3 separate regions of the Sus scrofa genome follow, and all the other regions are linked to region 1. The links are chromatin contacts, called in public HiChIP or PLAC-seq maps. All regions are on one chromosome and are shown on one strand. The core of a region is the stretch at or near the end of the contact, and the rest is flanking DNA. Distances in the headings are between cores, read along the strand shown. Region 1 overlaps SSBP3 (single-stranded DNA-binding protein 3). Region 2 holds the start of ACOT11 (acyl-coenzyme A thioesterase 11). Region 3 overlaps ACOT11 (acyl-coenzyme A thioesterase 11).

Region 1 (4,959 bases), core at 2,194-4,693:
TGCCCTTTGATCCAATTCCCAGAAGAAGTCGGGTGCTTCCTGGGATGGATGGGCAGGGCCCAGTGGGGCGGAGGCCATGACCTTCTCAGGCCAGAGAAGCCAGTTCCTCTTTCTCTTGGAACTGTTCTGACGGGGGGTTCTTTCACGCTGTAAAAGATAGAGGTCGCGCCTTAGGAGACGGGGTTCTGTCGAGTAGAAGACGTTGTCTTCTGGCAGCCCTGACCCCTCCCGTGCCCCGGCTTGCTTTGTGTTCATGGCATCTTAAAAGCAAACACACTGTCCCCTACCTGGTGCTGTGTTGCCAGCTCAGGGGCTGAGGACCTGTCGCAGCCGGAGCCCCTTACCAGGGGTTCGAGCCCTGTACCCCCGGAGTCATATTTAGGTTTCTCACACCCCCATAGAAGGTAGAGCCCCCCCCCCCAGTAGATGAGGAAGGGCTCAGAGAGGTAAAGTGAGGTTCCTGAGGAGCACGGTTGCTGGAGAATGGAAGGGCAGGGCCGGGGACCTGGACTTCTTTGTCCCCAGGCAGCATTTTTAAGCATCAGGTTCAGAACTTATACCAGGAGTTCCCATCGTGATGCAGCAGAAGCGCATCTGACTAGGAACCATGAGGTTGTGGGTTCGATCCCTGGCCTCGCTCAGTGGGTTAAGGATCTGGCGTTGCGGTGAGCTGTGGTGTAGGTCACAGATGTGGCTCGGATCTGGTGTTGCTGTGGTCGTGGTGTAGGCTACAGCTCCGATTCAGCCCCTAGCCTGGGAATCTCCTTATGCTGCGGATGCGGCCCTAAAAGGACAAAAGCCCAAAAAAGGAACGGTTTTTAAACCAGAGAAGCAGAGACACGGCCGAAAGGTCTGGGCTTGACTTCCAGTCATGCCTGTTCCAAGCTGAATGACTGGGGACCAGTCCCCGAGCCTCCATTCTCTCACCTGTGGTCCCTGCTGGCTTGTTGGGAAGATCGGGGCAAGAATGGGACATACCGCACTACGGTTGGGTGGGCAGCTGGCTCCCCTTCTGTGGAAGAGCCCCGCCACCCCTTGCTGGGGGAAGGGGAGTGAGTAAGCCCCACGCCCACCCCTCCCGCCAGCGATGGAGCGGAGGGAGCTCTGGGGCGGCTGGACACCTGGCGGGATTTGCGCTCTGAAGGAGAGGCCGTCAGGAGGCCTGGACCAGGGGAGGGATAGATGACAGCAGTAATCTCTCCCCTCCCTATCATCCCCCGCATCTCCGAGTCCCGCCGTCCTTTAAGGCCCTGGCTTGAGTGCCACCTCTTCCGTAAAGCCTCCCTGATCCCCTAATCCCCGCCTCGCAGCGCCCGCCCGACGCGCCTTCCCACGTCCCTCAGGTCTCTGGGCAGCGATTCATTTCATCCCCTGGACCTTGAGGACAGAGCCGAGCCTCCGTCTTCTCCCGTCCCAGGCCCAGCGCATCCCTGGAGGCCCAGCAGCCGGTGTTTGCTGAGTGCACTGACACGTATAAAGCACTTGGAACCTTTTTAAGCTCCCCACCTGCCTTGTGTTGCCTTCTCCTACCGGGGTAATTTGCCCATTAGCTCCAACAGATGCTTCAGCAGGATCTTGCATTCCTACACCTACACACCCCCACCCTACCCCTTAGTGGAGGCGACCTCAGTGAACTATCTTGCCAGAAAGAGCAATGTAGAAGGCCAGTCTACTTTGGGAAGAGCAAAGCATGGGTGATCTCAGACGTGGAGAATGCCTAGGGCTCACCCTGTGTTTATAGTGATGTGTCTGTTGTTTCTTTCCATAAGCATCAAAAGCACACAGAACTCTCTGGAGAACTGCAAGCGTTGGTGGTGGGAGGCGGGGGAGGCCATTATTTGGGTTTCTTACACTGAAATTGGGGATGGTGGCCAGAGAGACAAAAGTTAGGGTGCTTGGGGAGTTCCCTTGTGGCTCAGCAGGTTAAGGCTCTGCTGTTGTCACTGCTGTGGCTCTGGTTATAGCTGTGGCATGGATTCAGTCCTCGGCCTGGGAATTTTGGAATGCTGTGGGTGTGGCCAAAAAAAAAAAGTTAAAACACTCAGAAAAATGCACTTCTCTGGGCCTGTTTTCTTACTGGTAGACAGCAGTGCTACCTCCTTTCCCGGGGGTGTCGAGGAGTTTATCGTACCCCTTTCCCTCTCTCCTGGTCTCTGGGATGGGGATGAAAGGGCACTTGCTTCTTTCCGTGTGTCCTCTCTGCCTTCCTGCATCCATCCTCTCCTCCTGGGGACTTTGGGGAAGAAGCTCTGGTGTTAGGACAGCCCTCACTGGGGCCTGAGGGCCTGGCTGTGCGAGCTGGGGCTTCTGTCCCCTCCCTGTGGCCCGCGCTCAGCTTGCTTGGCTGGGAGTTCAGTGTGTCACCTGCTCGGTTCACCATCGCAACAGGACCTCAGCCACCTTACTTGGACTGAGCCGAGGCCCCGGGGCAGGAAGTCGCAGGTAGTTTGCAGCCCAGGCTGAAACCCTGATCCTGGGACCCTCAGGCCAGAGCTCTTTTCTCTCCTAATAAAGAGGGGAGGCTGAGGCAGTCCGCATGGCTTTATTGTGGCTGAGCGGAGGTGAGACCCACGTGCTCTGATCTGGAGCACGCTCGCCCGTGCCCTGGCCCCACCGTGAGCGACCCGAGGGGACGTGGCTCACCGCCTCCTGAGGCGTGTCCGTCTGACGCTCAGATCTGGAGAAGCTTTCAGGAGCTCAGAGCATCCATCGCTGGACCCCGGACCGTCCCTCAGCCACGGGAGAGCACGTCCACTCCTCGCACGTGACGGCAGCTGGCTATTTGGAGGCAGGGATCCTGTGTCACTCACTCCCGTGTGTCATCTGAACCTATTTTTAACACCAGCTGGTTCTGTCTCTTCAAGTTGCCACGGCTCTGTTTTGTCCAAGCTGCAGAATGAGCGCCTCTGTTGTCCAAACGGATTCTCTTCTGTGGTCTGTACATAAAACCAAGAGGTCTCTTCCTGTCCCTTCTCCTCTTTTGACCTCACTCCTCTCTGCCTTGGCCTCTGTCTGGGTGATGAGATTCTCTGTGTGCCCTCAGCTACATCTTTGGTTTGTTGATGCTGCTAAAATTCCTTCTAGGAGACTTGGCCCAGAGGGCGCCAGGTCACTCCGATATTTTGCACGGAGTGACGAAGGCTCTGTCTTGATGATACCCATGCAAACAACCCCTCTCCCTGGGACGAGAGCATCCCCCACAGGCCTTTGTCTCTCCATGCAGGAGTGCCACCCCCCTTTCCCCTGCCCCTGCCGGTGTCCTGCACCGCCCAGCTGAGGGCACACAGCCACGGGGCCGTGTGCCCCTGGTGTCCTGGGTGCTCGCTGCGTGGCCCGTATTGCATTTCAGTCAAGGAAAGCTGCACTTGGCGGTGTCACATGCGGGCCCCGTGCTGCTACACGCCTGAGCGTTGAGGTGGGGCCAGGAGGGACGGGACGTGCAGGACAAAGTTCCCCTTTGCAGCCTTGTAAATCAGTCAGGAGAGCTTGGCCAACCTGGCAGCAGTCCCGCCCTTCTCCCTGAGCATTTGTTTTTATTCAGGCTTCCAGGAGCTTCATGTGTATAGAACTGTTTTTAAAAGAGAGGAAAAATAGGTGGGGGATCCCATGCTGGTCTGTGAGGGAAGCTGCCTGGGGGGTCTTGGGGTGGGGCTCGCAGGTAACATCAGGGACATCCCCTAGGGCCCCACTTGCTGAAGGGAGCCTGAACGCTGGTCACCTCTCACAAGTTAATGCAAGATACGAGGTGGGAGGCCCCTGGGAGCTTGTCTCTTGGTGCCTCTGGACTGACCCCGCAGTTCCTGGAGCCACAGGGGAGTCCTTGCTGCAGAGCGAGGACAGGGCCCAGCACTGCATCCAGGACTCGCTGGGTCTGCTGTTTGTGGCGCTGTGGATACTCTGGGGGGTGCGGTGGCTTTGTCAGTGATGCGTTGGGATGCCTGGCACAGGGTAACGTAGGGTCAGGTGGGCCTCTCAGAAGTCCTGGGCCACCCTTCTGCTTGGAGCTGTTCCCCACTGCCTGGAGCAGGAAATTAAGATTCCCTAATAGCACAGGTTCCTCCGGGCTGCTCAGATCCCACGGCCAAATCCAGGTTCAAATCCAGCTTCTCCATGGGAGGGGCAGGCAGTGGAGGTGCATGTGCTTTATTCTGGGGCAGGGAAGTTGGCAGCCAGGTTTGGATGGCAAGGGAGGCCTGGCGGTGGAGGGGCACGTGTGAAACCAGCTGGCATGTGTCCGGAACAGACCAACAAGGCTGAGGGGCTGCTGCCCCGGCGGTGGTGCAGACACCCTGGACTCGTAAAGAAACCCTACTCTTCAGAGAGGAAGTTGTGGGATGAGCCCTGCTTGGAAGTCTCCCTGGCCGCGAACAAAAAAATAAAATGCTTTGCAGGGAGGGGAACCTTCACAGCTTCAGGCAGATGTCTGAAGGCACTTCAGGCTTTCCAAGTGAATGATAAGCCGGAGGCTTGGAGGAGGCGGCTGCAGCTTAGAGTGGGCCACACCGCCCGCCCTGTGCAAGGCCTGTTTTCTATTTACAGAAGAATTTTCATTAGTTTAAAAAAAAAAAAAAAAAAGAAAAGAAAAAAAAGCATGAGTTACCCAACCGCGTGCCCAATTCGATTCTGCTTTTTTAATGCATGTCCGCGTGTGTGCATATACAGAAACATGTTGGTGAGGGGGGCTCAGGGGTGGGGGCAGGGGGCGGGGAGCCCAGATGTCACCCGCAGGCTCTGAGAACAAATGGGTTTCTGGATGGTCTTTGACCTCTGAACCGGGTCGTGCGGCCGAGTGTTCCAAGGCGTTGGATTGAGTTTTGACCCCTAAGTGTTCTGTGGTGAACGGGGAAGAGTTACAATTCCTGTTTCTGCAGGAGCTGCTCTTTCCAGCCCCAGCCCCCTGGGTGTAGGCCTGGGTCGCGGAGAGGAGCGTGGGGGAGGAGCCCTAGAGGTCCTCTCTCA
Region 2 (5,134 bases), core at 2,012-4,511, 190 kb before region 1:
TCCTTAACTCACTGTGCCGGGCTGAGGATTGAACCTGAACCTCCTCAGGGATCTGAGCTGCTGCAGTCAGATCCTAAACCCACTGTGGCACAGCAGGAATTCCCAGCTTGTCATCTTAAATGTTGAGGGCTTCTGGAGTTCCTGCTGTGGCGCAACAGGATCAGCAGCATCTTGGGAGCACTGGGAGGTAGGTTCAATCCCCAGTCTGGCACAGTGGATTAAGGTCCAGCATTGCCACAGCTACAGCATCTTAGGTCGCAGCTGCGGCTCGGATCTGATCTCTGGCCGGGGAACTCCATATGCTGAGAGGCAGCCAAATAAAATAAATGTTGATGGTTCTTGCCTTGCCTTCCCCTAGTTCTGTCTCCCATTTCTCAGCTCTGCACACCCCGGCCTCACCTCATCCTTTCCCAAGCCCTCGCCTTTGCCCATGCTGTCCCTTCACCTGGACAGTCCTTCACCCAAAGCTCTGTGCGTTCGATTCCCATCTGTTCTTCCAGGCCTGCCCCATGCTAACTCTGCAGAATATGGCCCCAACTCTCCTCCGCCCCCATGCCCCGACCCCAAATAATTCTGGCCTCCTGGGATCCTCCCAAGCACTCCACCTGACCCTCCTTCCTTACATAGCAACCCCCTGTGTGTCTGAGTGGGTGTCCACACCCTGCCATTCCCCCAGCAGAGGAGCCCCCAGAGTAGGGCCTCAGCACCCCGCACAGGACCTGGCATGGATAAAGGCTCTGCATCATGGATTCTGAGCCTTAGAGCTGGCCCGGGCGGGGGCGGGGGGGGGAGTAAAAATGGCTCAGAGTAAAAGGCAGCGCCTACCACTGCTTCCTCAGAGCCATGGCCCCTCACTGGTCTCCCCAGAGCCCACCTTCACCCTCCAGCAGCCAAAGTCAGCCTTGGCTACCAATCAGATTCCACTCCTCCTTGGCCTGAAACCCCTCGAGGATAAGCCCCTCAGTTCAAGGATCTCCAGGACCTGAGCAGCTACTTCGAGGGCCGCCTGCACAGCTCCCAGTCGCCCCTCTCCTCTAAAGACGGCACCTCCGTCCCCAAGCCGAGGGCGTCACTGTCCCGTTTGTACCTCACACCCTCGCCCCGTCACAGGTGACAGGACCTCCCTGGACCCACCTGGTCCAAGTTCAGCCAATTTAAGTGCCCTCTCCCCCTCCGGGAAGTGAAAGGTGTATGAGCGCTCCAGGGCTCCAGGGCCAAGGGGAGGTTATCAACGGCAAGGGCCGATGGAGGGGAGGGGCAGGACGAAGGGAAAGAAGACAGACTCTGAGAGACAAAAAGATCCCCGGAGGTTTCATGGGCCACGCCCATCCCTCCCCCAGACCCAGTCCCATCCGGTTCCAGGAGAGGCTCCCGTTTCCTCAAACACCGTCTGGTTTCTGTGAAATGTGGAAAAGATGGAGCAAAGTTGGCTCATCTGGACACGTACAGTTTGGAACAAACATCATGTGTTTGTTTCTCTTGTTTTTTGTTTTAGGGCCGCGCCCACAGCATACAGAGGTTCCCAGGCTAGGAGTCTAATCGGAGCTGTAGCCGCCAGCCTACACCACAGCCACAGCCACGCCAGATCCGAGCCGCATTCAAGACCTACGCCACAGTTCACGGCCACACTACATCCTTAACCTCCTGAACCAGGCCAGTGATTGAACCCGCATCCTCCTGGATACTAGTTGGGTTCTTAACCCACCGAGCCGCAACAGGAACTCCCAAACATCGTGTGTTTGGAAGAAATACTCTTGAGAAGCCATTTGGGGAGCCATAGGGATGTGGGGGTGCACCTTCCAAAGGCTTATCCCCACTTCACAAAGTGGTGGGGAGGCTGCCCCTCCCCAAGCAGCAGGTGAAAGCAACTTGTTACTTCTAGAACAGTCTGTAGTATGGATTCCAGAGAACCAACCATCTCTGTCTAACCCCTGCCCTGCCACGGACTAACAGCCTAAGACTGGACCAGTTCTCTCTGGCTCTTTCCTCATCTGTAAAACAGGCGGGCTGATGATAATAGTGCCCACCTCGAGGGGGTTTTGTGAGGATCAAGAAAGTTACTGCGTGGAAAGCAGATGGCAGTGCCTGTCAAGGGCAAATACCAAGTCTTAGCAAAAGTGGGAACAGGTGTGGCTGCAAAGCGCCTCACGGCCTGAGATAAACTCAGGTGTGTAAACTTAAGCCAGGATCTGGGGCACAAGTGAGTTTGAGAAAAAAAGAGCTTAAAGTGGATTATTCACCACTGCGTTCCCGGGGGTGTCCTGGACACAAGGCAGCTCCCGTCCCTGCTCTCACAGAGCTCCCATTCTAGAAGGGGCCGGCAATCAGCAAGGTCCCTGTAGATGACAACTACAAAGACAACAGAAGCCAGGAGGGTGACGAGGGTGGCTGGAGGGCTTCTTCAGGCAGGACTGAGAAAGAACGAACCGCTGCAGGCACCAGCCATGCGGAGGGAAGCTGGCAATAGGGAATGGCAGGTGCCAAGGCTGGTGGGGGGGAGCGATGCCAGCAAAGCAGGGAGCCACCGGTGAGAGGGCAGGACAGAGCCGATCCCCCGGGCAGGCAGCCAGGCAGGGGCAAGGGAGAACAGCACGTCTCATACGGTTCTCTTAGGCCCTTTGCTGTAAAGCATGAACTGAAACAGCCCCGTCTGTCTCTGCCTTAACCTTCAGTCCACGCCACCTGCTCCCGAACCCTTCCGGGCAAGGTCTCTTTCAGGGAATAGGGGAGATTCTGAAGTCACTGAGGAATAAAAACCAAGACAGCAGGGACAGCTACACAGTGGGGCGGCTGCCTCCAAGCCTCTCTTCCTCCAGACTTAGCCCTTCCTTAAAAAGAGTCCACGACAAGAGCCCAAGGCTGGTTAACCTGACGTAAGAAAGAAGCTGCGAGAACTCACCTTGGTCCCAGCTTCAGCAGGGCGGCTCCCTCAGGGACCTCGTGAGGAGAGGCAGGAGCGCTGATCTGGGCGTCCAGCAGAGTGGGCATCAGTCTTTGCCACTTGTGTGCTGGATGCCTGGGCGAGTCTCCCAAGCACCTTGCTCTGTAAAGACTGGTTACGTGTTCCTGGGGAAGATGAGTGGGCCTTGAACACCACGCCGGAAGGTGTCCATCTCAAGAGACGGGTGCTCGTTGTCCCATTTTTCCCTCCTAGGGGGCGGGTCAGGGGGACAGCTACCCCTTGATGAGGGCTTTCTGGGTGCCAGGCACACGCTAAAGATAAAAGTAGCCATAAAGACTTTAAAAAGGAGTTCCTGCTGTGCCTCAGCAGAAACGAACCCGGCCAATATCCACGAGGATGCAAGGTCCATCCCTGGTCTGGCTCAGAGGGTTAAAGATCCGGAGTTGCCAAGAGCTGTGGTGTGGGGTACAGATGCAGCTTGGATCTGGCATGGCTGTGGCCATGGCGTAGGCCAGCAGCTGCAGCTCTGATTCGACCCCTAGTCTGGGAACTTTTATCGGCCTCACCTGCAGCCCTAAAAGAAAAAAAAAAAAAAAAAAAAAAAAGTCTTAACAAAAAACAAGAATGAGCATCACATGGAACAGTTTTGCTACTGGGTAGGTCATCTGGCACAAAGTCCAGGTTCTAGGGGATTGTGAGTTTGCTGAAGGAGAAAGGAATTAGGTTTTGGGGGGTGGCGTGTTGGGCCGCACCCATGGCGTATGGAAGTTTCCAGGCCAGGGATGGAATCCAAGCCACAGCTGCTACCTATACCACAGCTGTGGCAATGCCAGATCATTCAGTCACAGCACCAGGCTGGAGATCGAACCCACGCCTCACCCGCTACCCGAGCCACTGCAGAGACGATGCTGGATCCTTAGCCACTGCAGCACAGCAGGAACTCCAGGAATTAGGGTTTTTAAAGCCAAAATACCAAGCGCTGCCTGCCCCGAGTGAGGAAAGCAAAGCCTCTGAGCTTCTTGTGAGGGGCCCATTTTAGGACGGTGGCATCTGCTGTACACAGAGCACACCAGGTCACAGTTAGTGGCGGAGTAGGTCTGTCCCAGTGTCGGCAGGCCAGGTGGTCAAGGCAGCGTAACACCCTGTACCCAGCTCTTCATCCATTGTCACTGAGATCCGTGATCATCCCTCGAAATACGGCTTCTTATCCCCATTTTATTTTTCTTTCTTTTCTTGTCTTCTTAGGGCTGCCCCTGTGGCACATGGAGGCTTCCAGGCTAGGGATCAAATCGGACCTACAGCTGCCGGCCTACACCACAGCCACAGCATTGCGAAATCTGAGCCATCTCTGCGACCTACACCACAGCTCATGGCAATGCCAGATCCCCAACCCGCTGAGCAAGGCCAGGGATCAGACCTGCATCCTCATGGATGCTAATCAGATTCGTTCCCGCTGAGCCATGACAGGAACTCTTCTTATCCCCCTTTTAAAATGGGAAACCAAGGCCCAGAGAGGTCAGGGACTCCTCGCCAAGGCCACAGGGTTAGAAGGCAGCTAAGCTGGGATTTGAACCTAGGTCTGCCTGGCTGCAAAGGACATAACTGTCACACCAAGCCACAGAAATGCCAGCTCTGTGGGAATAACAAGCAGACAAGTAGGCAGACTCCTCCAAAGTCTGAGGACGGGGGACAGGCAGGGAGGAACCAGCTCAGAATGCAGGGGCAGGGCTCCCTCCCAGGCCCCTGGAGCTGCTGAGAGGCTGGGCCAGGACGGCCAGGGAGAAATGTGCCATTTCTTCCAGGCTACACCCACCTCCCACCACCCCTCCCTCAGGATGCCAGGGGGTGGTTTTTCAACCCAGACTTTCCAACCTCACCCCTCCCTGGGCGGCCAGACGCCTGGGCCCCCCACAGCCCGCCACCAGCCCTGTCTCCCTCCTGGAGCGGCCGGAAGCCCGCAGTCGCTCTGCAGACACCCCCTGATGGAAACAGCTCATTATAGGGTGGGGGAAATGTGCTAGAACATTAGCTGAATAAATCAAGCGCTCCCAGAGCCCGCAGCCACTGCTGCTGCTGCCGCCGCCCAGCAAAGCAGGGCCACGGCGCCCACCCCCGCTGGGTCCGGGGGAGCAGAGAGGGGGCAGAATGCCGGCAGGGCCAGCTTGCACCCTCACCCTGAAGCTGCCTCCCCGTGGAGCACAGAAGCCTATGTGTGCTGACGGCTTGGGAACC
Region 3 (4,547 bases), core at 424-2,923, 240 kb before region 1:
TCACAAAGACCTCGTAGCTAATTCCATAAATTCAAAACACATCAAGGGGACTTGTTTAAAGTCAGGGAACTCCCAAAGTGGTAGAACTGGGATTTGAACCAAGCCATTCAGACCCAGATCAGCTTATGGGTTCCCAGAGAGGCAGCTTATCCCCAAGAACCCCTGGGTACCAGGCTCAGTGCCAGGAACCAAAAGGAGAGAGAGGAGGGTGGCCACCCCAGGAGTCCCGTGAGTGCCAGGCTGCCAGCCTTGCAGACTCTTGCAGGCAGCTCGCTGGCCGGCAGCTGCAGTCCAAGCAGCATGAACTGTCACCATGGCAACCACGGCCAAGGCATTTCGGGCCTGGTGTGCATCGGGGTGGGGGGGCGGGGGGGCTGGCTGGATGTGGATGCGGATGCGGATGGCTGGCTTTCTGGGTGTGGGAGGCGGAAGAGGGAGACGGCAAGCAGGCTCCGTTCACCTGCACTCTTCCCAAATGCCTCCCACAGCTAGGGGTTTTGGGCAGAACATGCCAGAAAGCAGCCCTGGGGAAAGCTAGGGCAATGGGGGAGGTAAGATGGATGCAGAGGGTCAAGGGAGCAGAAGAAAAAAAAAAAAGGGTGTGCGGAGTTTCTGGACAGCTCTGGATAGACGCGCAGGGAGGCCCCCCACTCCCCACCCCCGCCCCATGCCCCTGTTGACAAGCCTATTTTCCTCACTGGATCCAGGCAGGCAGAGGGTGAAGTCCATTTATCCCATTTCACAGATGAGAAAAGTGAGGATGGAAAAAGCCCTAGACTGGCAGTCAGTACCCCTCTCTGCTTCCCACCTAGCTCATCTCCGCTCCTACCACCTCCTATTTCCCCTTCTATGACACAAAAGTCCCACCCACGGGAGTCTATATGCCTGGAGGCAGGATCTTTGCCTTGTTCATTCATTCAATCACTCATTCATTCACCAAGTATCTCCTCCATATCGGACCCTCTGCCAGACACTGAGCACCTGAGATAAATTGGGCCAACCCTCTGAGACGCTCCTGCTCTAGTGCTCATGCACACAGTAGGACCTCAACAAAGCTCTGCAGAGGGATGTCTGGAGGCAGACTTGCATTCAAATCCTAGCTCTGTCTCTCAGGTGCTATGTGATGCTGAGCAAGTCTCCTTCTCTCGTGAGCCTCATCTGTCACATACCAGGCAGGGGCAAGGGGAGAGGACCAGTCCCCAAGGTACCCCAGCCCTGGTTCCAGGATTCTGTGGTCTGTTCCTGCAGGTTCTGGCACGGCCAGCTGAGATTTCCAGTGAGGAAGCTAAGGAGCCCCGACACACAGCAAATACTGTGCTCTGAGCCGGGTGGAGCTCCCACCCCACCCCACCCCACCCCCCAGGCAAGCTGAGGGACAAGTCCCACGGTACTGTGCCCCGGCTTCCCTAAGACGAGTTCAGAGCCCCTGGGTGGGAGCACGGGTCAGGGGATGGCAAAGGAGCTGTGGTGGCTGCAGGCACAGCCTCCAGACTCCCAACTCCTTCCTTGAGATCCGAGGCAGTCTGCTATGTCACAGCAGGCCAGGCCAGGCCAGGCCTCCTCCTAGTCCCTAGGCCCGCAGGCAGCCAGCCAGCCCGGGAGGCAGGGGGCGTGTTGTGGTCCAGGCAGGGCTTGGCCAATGGGGCCCCAGAGGCGAGCCACTCCCCTCTAGGTCCAGTCACGGGGAGAACAGAGGCCCTGGACAGTCAGGGCCTGGGCTGGCCAGGCAGGCTGAGCCAAGACAGCTGATGGGGAGGGCATCTGAGGATCAGAGAGGTGCACTCTCAGATGCCAAGCGCTGGCCCCCCGCCGCAACAGACATGGCCAGATCGGATAATCCCAGGCCAGGCCCCAGCTGGTGACACGGTGGGCTCTGTGTCCCTTCTCCTCGGCCAGAACCATGTGACACAGCAGCCGGGTCAGAGCAGGAAAGGCCACTCGGCCCAATCCCTTCACAGCTGGGCAGACTGAGGCACGCAGAGGGAACGGCTGGCCCAGGGCAAAGCCTCCTGGGCCGGGGTTCCTTCTGGGCAACCTGTCGACAGGCCCACACCACCAGCCTTAACCTGATTCCCTCCATCCCCCAGGTAGCACCCTTGCTCAGGCCCGCACCCTGCTGGCTCCCTGGGTTGTTTCCACAGCCTGTCCACAGGCCTCCAGCCTCCCCACCTCCTCCTTCCAGCCTCTGTGCAGCACTAGAGGGATCTTTCCAAAACCCGAATCCACCTCCTGCACCCTGCCTTGCAGGAGACCCCACCCAGTCCCTGCAACTCCTCCCACTGTGGAACTTAAGACCACACAAAACTTCACTGATGAGCAGGCACCTCCCCTGCTCAAGACTGCCCCGGGGCTTCCTACCCCTCTCAGGTTCAAGGCCTTCCTCTGCGGCTCCTGTCCCCGCCCCCGACCCTGCCGCCCCCCAACTTCAGATCACATTCAGCAGCTCAGAGCACACGCTGACCCGCCTCCATTCCTCTGCCACGTAGGCGCTGCCTTCACCTTGGACCCCAGCATCTGCCCCATCTGCCAAGTGAGTCCCTCCTCCTCCCGCTTCTGCCCACCCACCCCCATCCCAGCCTCTTCCCCAGAGACAATTAGGGCCCCCCTGGCCCCGCAGGCTCACTTGTCTGCATCACAGCCCTGACAGAGCCGTGCTGTCACTGTTTCCACAGATGCCTGCCCCATCAGACAGGGACAGACTCAGGCCTGGCACAGAGCAGGTGCCGAATAAACACTTATGGAGGAGAAAAAGATTTATGACAGGGGCGACCTTGGAGCTGAGACTTGAAGACAAGGACAGTCTAAGGTCCAGAGATGGCTGAAGAACAGCCGAAAGGAAAAGCAGGAACGGCAGGTTCTCCAGGAAAGGGTGTGGCTGGGGCAAAGGGAAGCAGGTGGGATGGCACAGGTACCCGTGTGGGTAGAGACAGAGGGACAGAGGCCAAGGAGTCCCCAGAAACCAAGAAAGCCCCCTGGAGAGGGGAGTGGCCTGCAGTGATGCGCCAGATGTGGAGACCAGCCAGCAGAGAAATCTTAGTGCCTTCAAGAACCACCTCGAGCAGAAGAGCCCCCCTGCCCTGGAGGGGAGGAGCTGACCTCTCAGCTCCCCCCACTTGGCCTGGGCTCACGTCCAATTCCACCACTAACTGTGTGATCACGTCCAATTCCACCACTGACTGTGTGACTTCACGCAAGCTGCCCTGCCCACCTCTGTGAGCCTGTTTCTTCAATTGTAAAAACAGGATTCTAGGTGTTCCCTGGTGGCTCAGCAGTTAAGAATCTCATTTTGTCACTGCTGTGGCTTGGGTTGCTGCTTGGTGAAGGTTCAATCCCTGACCCAGGAATTTCTGCATGCTGCAGGTGTGGCATAAAAAGGGGGGTGGGGGTGGGGAGGGGAGTTCCCTTCGTGGCTCGACGTTTAAGGAACCCGACTAGGATCCACGAGGATATGGATTCAATCCCCGACCTTGATCAGTGGGTTAAGGATCCTGCATTGCCATGAGCTATGGTAAAGGTCACAGATGTGACTCAGATCCTGCGTTGCTGTGGCTGTGGTGTAGACTTGCATTTGTAGCTCCCATTCGACCCCTAGCCTGGGAACTTCCATATGCCGTGGGTATTGCTCTAAAAAAAAAAAAAAAAAAGGCAGAAAGGGGCTGGGGGATTATAACACCTACATCCAAGGGTCAGGATGGGGATGAAGTGAGCAAGTGTTCAAAGCTCCTAGCACACACCCGCCACGTGGCTAACATTTATTGCACGTTATGCTAGCATTAGCGAGCGGAGTGGGCTTCCTACAGAAAGGTATCTGGGAGACACCTATATAGGAGCTCAAACCTGACTGTTGCCATAGTACTTTCTCACACGAGTTCACCAGAACCTTGCAGCAAGCCCAGGAGCTGGTTTGAGAGGTTCTGGGAGAACTCAAAAAGCCGCAACAGTGGAGCAGAGAGTCAAGTGCAGGGAGCGAGACGGCACAGCCCTGCTTCACCCACGCTTCCCCCCGGCCTCTCCAGTGGGTGGGCACTGGAAGCCAGGCCCCAAGGGGCTAGGGAGTCCTTGCCTTGGCCCACTGCCAGCCAGCACTCCAGCAGTATGAGGGAGCTGCCCAAGCTGGTGCCCTGTCCCCACAAAGGTGGCTCCAGGCTCTGAGAAACCAGCGTCCTCTCAGCGGTTTTTCCCACTAGCGAGGCAGAGGCGTTTGCCAACCTCCTAAACATCCCTTCAAGCCTAGCCCTGATCTTCTTCCCAAAAAAGGCTCTGAGGTTGCCTGCGCCTGTGCACAGACCATGCACACAGAGGGACTTGAAATGCAAACAGAGCTAAGCGGCCAAATAAGGGAGGAGCGATTAGGCTAGGAATCCAGCTGCACAAAGGTGCTGCCATAGAGAAGGGCATTTGGCCTTGAGATTCCCAGTAGACAAGGCTAAGAAGGGTAACAGTGGGAACCAAACAGATTAAAAGAGGGTGGCTCGTCTGTGAGGCCAGAGGAAGGGCTGGGATAAGTGGCCTGTTGCACAGGCTTCTGATTATCATGCCACATCAGA

The links. HiChIP or PLAC-seq counts read pairs in DNA pulled down with a chosen protein or histone mark.
Region 2: an H3K27ac HiChIP or PLAC-seq map of skeletal muscle shows a contact between it and region 1. The contact joins the promoter of ACOT11 here to the enhancer-like site in region 1. A contact is called at or near these places in 6 of 47 Hi-C or Micro-C datasets (alveolar macrophages, blood, embryonic fibroblasts and 2 more) and 2 of 2 datasets of contacts at active chromatin or transcription factors (alveolar macrophages and skeletal muscle).
Region 3: a contact with region 1 is called in an H3K27ac HiChIP or PLAC-seq map of skeletal muscle. The contact joins two enhancer-like sites. A contact is called at or near these places in 2 of 47 Hi-C or Micro-C datasets (heart right ventricle and skeletal muscle) and 1 of 2 datasets of contacts at active chromatin or transcription factors (skeletal muscle).

Annotation. Positions count from the first base shown.
Region 1 is chr6:158,021,453-158,026,411 of Sscrofa11.1, forward strand. The region is part of intron 4 of SSBP3 (single-stranded DNA-binding protein 3); the gene reads left to right. Among named protein-coding and RNA genes, the nearest start is that of SSBP3, 110 kb to the left of the region's middle. Within about 2 kb of position 3,444, at least 21 of the 83 cell types and tissues checked have an H3K27ac peak or open chromatin away from gene starts, as enhancers often do. A contact at or near this core is called in alveolar macrophages, liver and skeletal muscle, where this site is marked.
Region 2 is chr6:157,829,019-157,834,152 of Sscrofa11.1, forward strand. It overlaps ACOT11 (acyl-coenzyme A thioesterase 11), which reads right to left and starts at 3,262. Exons shown (of 16, transcript XM_021096589.1): 1 at 2,900-3,262.
Region 3 is chr6:157,781,143-157,785,689 of Sscrofa11.1, forward strand. The region is part of intron 1 of ACOT11 (acyl-coenzyme A thioesterase 11); the gene reads right to left. Among named protein-coding and RNA genes, the nearest start is that of FAM151A, 42 kb to the left of the region's middle. Within about 2 kb of position 1,674, at least 50 of the 83 cell types and tissues checked have an H3K27ac peak or open chromatin away from gene starts, as enhancers often do. A contact at or near this core is called in skeletal muscle, where this site is marked.